Linked DNA regions of Zea mays: region 2 is linked to region 1. A link is a contact called in public Hi-C data. All regions are on one chromosome and are shown on one strand. Each heading gives the region's core, a stretch centred on a gene start, on an enhancer-like site or on the middle of the called end of the contact. The rest is flanking DNA. Distances are from core to core; before and after follow the strand shown. Region 1 holds the start of LOC103629614 (Ternary complex factor MIP1-like). Region 2 holds the start of LOC541654 (maize insect resistance 2).

Evidence for each region. Hi-C and Micro-C count contacts between places; a contact is called where the count stands out from the background.
Region 2: a Hi-C map of ear shows a contact between it and region 1, with 1.9 times the contacts expected there. The contact joins the promoter of LOC541654 here to the promoter of LOC103629614 in region 1. A contact is called at or near these places in 9 of 25 Hi-C or Micro-C datasets (ear, endosperm, leaf and 3 more).

What each region holds. Positions count from the first base shown.
Region 1 is chr6:98,443,436-98,446,135 of Zm-B73-REFERENCE-NAM-5.0, forward strand. It overlaps LOC103629614 (Ternary complex factor MIP1-like), which reads left to right and starts at 1,297. Exons shown (of 12, transcript XM_008650699.4): 1 at 1,297-1,917; 2 at 2,055-2,178; 3 at 2,419-2,505. The coding sequence starts at 1,835.
Region 2 is chr6:98,630,308-98,633,007 of Zm-B73-REFERENCE-NAM-5.0, forward strand. It overlaps LOC541654 (maize insect resistance 2), which reads right to left and starts at 1,296. Exons shown (of 5, transcript NM_001111408.2): 1 at 766-1,296; 2 at 236-471; 3 at 2-142. The coding sequence starts at 1,294. It overlaps LOC542561 (maize insect resistance 1), which reads right to left. Exons shown (of 4, transcript NM_001398259.1): 4 at 2,402-2,700. The coding sequence ends at 2,610.

The sequences.
Region 1 (2,700 bases), core at 47-2,546:
TTCCTAAATATGAGCAACTATTGGAGACTAAGTTATTTTTTACTTCCAATAGCTATTTAGCAACTTGCTAAACATGATTTTAGCAAGCTATTTTTTAGAGAACTACTGGAGAAGCGGGCCCTGTCAGTCTTAATGCAAACAAAAATCCATGGCGGGCGGTCAGTAAAAGGACGAGCAGGAAAGTTTCACGCAGTTGCATGCCGCGCGCGGCGGCATTTCTTTTCCGGCGCGCAAAAAGGCACGGCGTTATCGGTACTAGTGCGCCAAGAAATATGGCCCGATTTTTTTTAGGCTAGCACGGACTAAAAATAGAAGCTTAAAACATGATGTCATACAAAATAATATATGACAGTCTAGCATGGTGTAAAGACGGGTTTAGAACGGACCCAAAATTCCAATCCATCGAGCTCTAGTGCTGCCCGCACTTATGAATCGGACTTGGACCAGCACGACCAATAAATCTATATTATTTAATTTATTTAATTCAATAAACAATAGACTTTATGTAATAATGATATTTGGAATTTATATGATTAAATGATGTCAGCATTAATTTTATGTGGTTATAATATTTGAATTTTATGTGATTTAAATATATGAGCCGAGTTTAGACCAGTATGACCAACAAAGGCACGATGTGTTTTTATAGCTAGGACTTAGGATAGACTACTTTGAACTTACGTGACATCGTCCAAAAGTTTTTTTAAGCCTTCTAGACGGGTTGTTTGACCCGAAACATAATGGGCCGGACCGGTCCAATTCTAAACCCGACCTGAACTGATGGCTTCCCGGCCTTCTGCCTCCCCTAGTCCCCTGGCAGGCTGGCTCACCAACTCCAACAACTTCGCCCTCGCCCTCTTCAGTCTTCACTCTCCGTCCCTCCCACTGACCCACCCACTGCGCCGCGCCGGGGGGACCCGTGGCCGCCGGCCGCGCCCCACGCGCGAGCAATAGAGAACCGACCAACCTGGGGTATCTGCCACCACTCCGCTGCGCTTTTTGACGCCCGCCCTAGCTCTACCCCTTAGGCTGAGTCCAGTGCACAGCCTCCCTCTCGCCCCTGCCACGTCAGCTCTCGCCTCCACTCTCGCCTCTGCTGCTCCAGTGCACAGGCTGCAGCAGACTACAACCTCAGGCTATAGCACACGTGGACCAATCAGAAGCCGCCACCTCACTGTCGCCCCTCGCTCTCGCCCGCGAAGACGCCATCGCCAACACGTCGCCCCGCTCTCGCCTGCCTATCGTCGGACGGTGGCAGTAGCACCCGCCAGGTCGCTCTCGCCCGCCTCCCGCCCCGCTCTCGCCTGGGCGCTATCGCCGTCACTATAGCTGGCACCAGCCTTACCACACCCCAGCGGCCCCTGCCCCGCACGCCGTCCTCCCTCCCGCCTGCGTCGCCAGGTCTCGGCGACGCAATTATTGCCGCAGCGAAGCGACAGGTGTGGCGTCAATGGGGTGGGTCTGACCCTGACTGCCCCCATCCATCCGTCGCCTACTTGTCGCGTACTAGCTAGCTCCGGGTGGAGTGGAGCTAGCTAGTCATGGCAGCCATCATCATAGCCGTAGAGCCATAGCCACACTTGTCGCTCGTCATCAAGAGCTGCCGAGATAGTTGCGGCAGCAGGCAGCACAGTGCCGCTCCGTCCGTCCACGGGCTGTGGCTGTGGTGTGCACACATATGCGCCGCCGCCGCTGCCGCTGCCGCCGCCTTGTCGTTTGCCCTGTCGCGGCTCTGCTCGGCTGCGTGGGCTAGTTTACAGCCGGAGTTGTACTTCGCGTTCGCGGCGGGGGGAAGGAGGGGGGGAGTAAAGAATCGGAGGCGCGCGCGGATTGGATGCTGTGCGTGCGCGCGGAGGACGCGCTGGCCGCCGCTGCAGCCGCGGCCGCAGCGTCCGACAAGATGCGCTCCGTGACCCTGTCAGTCCCTCTTTGTTTCTCTCTCCGCCGCTAGCATGGGCCACTGCAAGCTCGCAACTTGCAAGTGTGCTTCATCCCACCCGTCGGTTCTTGGAGTCCGCCCAAAGTTGGCTCCTTTCATCTTGTGCCGTGTGCAGGGGCGGGACGATCCAGAGGGCGGTGCGGAGGATGGCTGGCGGCGCCGGCCGGAGGAGACCCCACGCCTTGGCGGACTCGGGGACCGCCGACTCGTCGGCGTCAGCATCGGCCAGCTGCTCCGGGGTTGGTTCTCGCTTCCCTGATGATCAAAGCCTCCCCTTTACATTTTCTTCCGCCTTCGCATGCGATAAATCGTCGCTTTTCCCTTGTGCTAGTTCTTCACTGTATGTACTCGTGGAGTTGTCACTTTCCTGCCTCGGATGTATCGTCCGATGGAAGGCTCGTTTCTCGCATTGGTTCCCAAATTGTTCCAGGTGATTTGTGAAATCTGATGGCAACTGCGTCTTGTGATTTCTTTTGTAGGATGATATCAGCAGCACTGGTAGTGCCAAGAGGGAAGCGGTACAAAGGTGCACCATGCATCGGTACAGATCGCAGCTAGAGCAGGAAGTGTGTTTTCCTTGGCTTATGAACTCTACAATTCTGAATTTCGTAGCATGCTGTTTTCAGTTGAAAGGATCCCGCTTTGTTTCGAGCTGTGATGGGCTCTGTTCCTCTTAAATGGAAGCTGGCTGATGTTGGCCGTGGTGGGCATGTGGTTATACGAAAGTTGAAAATTGAAGTCCTCTGATGAAATCCATTCTC
Region 2 (2,700 bases), core at 46-2,545, 190 kb after region 1:
CAGAACTGTAGAGCTGGAACGCGCGCCGAGATGCTTCAATGCTGGCACTAACAGGCTGGTGCGCCACGGCCTTCTGCAGCGCTCTCTCGTAGTTGATGGGCACACGCTCGAACGAATCTATGGATACAACCCTTGTATTTTTCTGAAATAGACAAAGCGCAAACCTCCGTCACACCATCACAGAAACGGGCAGAGCACAGTTAAGTACGCAAACCTATGACAGATCGACACTGACCAGTTTGAGATCGCACGTCCCGTCGTGGCCAGTGAACGGGTAGTCGGCCTCGGTGTCGATCCCGCCGTTCTTGATCATGAACACGAAAGCATTGTCCATTAAGCCGCCATCGCAGCCCTGGTCCTGGAACTTATCGCAGTCGATAAGCTCCTGCTCCGACAGCGAGATGAGGCTGCCTGTCACGATCTTGTTGATCCCTTCCACCGCTGCCACCGCCGAGAACGCCCAGCACGCACCTGCACCTCTCACGCCACCAAACCATGAGATAACTAAGCCCTGAATTTCACAGAAGAACATGCAGATTTGAGATTTCTCTCTAGATTTGGCCCGCCCTAAAGCTTTTAGAGAAAAAAACGTCCACTCTGGTATGCAGCCTTGTGAAACTAGAATCAGTTCCACCGATCCATTCTTCTTGTGCTACTTTTTTTTTTCTTCAAACTATGCACTTCGAGAGACTGTTCCAAAGTTTGAGATCTGCTTGCAGGGGGAGAAAAAAAGCAGAAGAGCAGAGCATGGAACAACGTACGGACCGCATTGGCCCTGGTCCTTGACCTCGGCGACGGCGCCGCGCTCGCGCCAGTCCACGGCGTCGGGGAGCTGCTCCCCGGCTAGGGGCAGGTAGCGGCGGCTCCCGACGACGCCCACCGCGGTGCCGTTGCGGCCGCGGGAGCCAAGGAGGAGGCGGGCGCGGTACTCCTCCAGGGTGAGGTCGGCGAAGCGGGTGAGGCCGAGGCGGAAGCCGTGGAGCCCCGCGTCCGCCTCCGCGTTGTGCGCGTCGATGTAGCGGAGGTTGTAGCGGAACACCTCCAGCCGCCGCGCGTCGTCGTCCTCGCCCGGGCCGAGGCTGCCGCCGGTGGCGCCACGCCTCGGCCCCGCGTCGTGCTCCGACCTCCACTCCTCGTACAGCCGCCGCACCTCCTCGTCCGTCCGCTCCGGCGGCGGCGTGACGGTGACGGCGGCGGCGAGGGGTCTCAGCTCCGGGGCCGCCGCCGCGAGGGCGAGGGCGAGAGCGAGAGCGAGTAGCGCGGGTTGCGGCGGGTAACGCGACGACGGACGCATGGTTGGTTAGTTTGGTGGAGAACCAGCAGCCGGTCTCTGAAGTTAGTTTGACCCAGGGCTCGCCTCGCCTCGGCAGGATTGGGTTGGTTTCCGCCTTTCCGGAGGTGATAAATATCCCAGCATGCCAAATGGACCCACATAGCTGCTTAGACTGTTGGAAGCTCCAGTACTTCTTTGGCTGCACGTGGTAGTCCACATCCAAGTCCAACCCACGCCACGTGAAGCCACGACGCTCGTTCGCTCTCCCTATTCAATTTTAAATAGTAAGAAAATTTATTCTATTAATCTTCTTCATTTTTTCGTCTACTAAATTAATCCTAAGTTATTGTTTAGTGACGTTTGACAACTATGGCTACATATTTTAAAGTGCGTCCTTACAATTTTTCATTTATTATTTATCTGATATATTTATATCTTTACCATATTAAAACATCAGTTATTCTACGGTTCCACTCCACCATCTTAATTTTTTATACTTTCTCAATCTTAAATTATAATTCTTTTGATTTTTTGTCAAATTTGGTTGGCTTATCTTATTCAATTTTTTTGTGAAAAATAGAAAATTGAAAACCATACTTAAAGTATACTATATGCTAAACAATATCGGAGTAAAAATTAATAATAATTATGAAAATTTTTGAATAAGACAAGACAGTAAAACTTAGAGAAAAAGGTCAAACAAATTATAAATTGGAATAGTGGAGTATAAAAAAAACCTTGTGCTTTTTAACAAAGCCGTTGTCCCTCTGATCTGGATCCATATTTAGACATTTAATCGGTAAAAAGCTAAATGAGATTCAAACGAATAATTGTTGGCTCTAAACCTATATCCGCACTAAACTAAGTTAATAGAACACATGCCAAATAGAGATATAAATCATAATTTTTTATTCCAAATCCAGGTTCGCACCAAACTAACCATAATTGTTGGCTCCAAAAAAAAAAACACAGCGCCGGAGACGAGGCCGTAAGTGTGTCGGCTTTCTCTATGTCCTCATCAGTCATCTCCATTGCCTCGCTCTAGCTCCATACGCGCTCAGTACGCCCGCACAACATCTCTGTCCCTGCACTCCCATACTCCCCCGCCTGACAAACCAACAAACAAACTTTACCATTACGATTACGACTTTATTTGAGTTTATGTAACTTCATTACATCATATATGGCACTCATCAAAAGAGATACGCACATATTAATTAACTTGCCACACCATAACGGATTAACTTAATTATCCCCAGTGGTACCTAGCTACCATATGTAAAGTTCAACACGACAAGACCATCGGCTCTCTGCTGCCTGCTCCGCTCGCTCCCTCCTAAGCAAGAACCATCTTGATCACATCCATGGCAGCTGCCGTAGCCGTGGCGGTGCCGGTGCCGGTGCCGGGGTCGTGGTAGGTGTCCTTC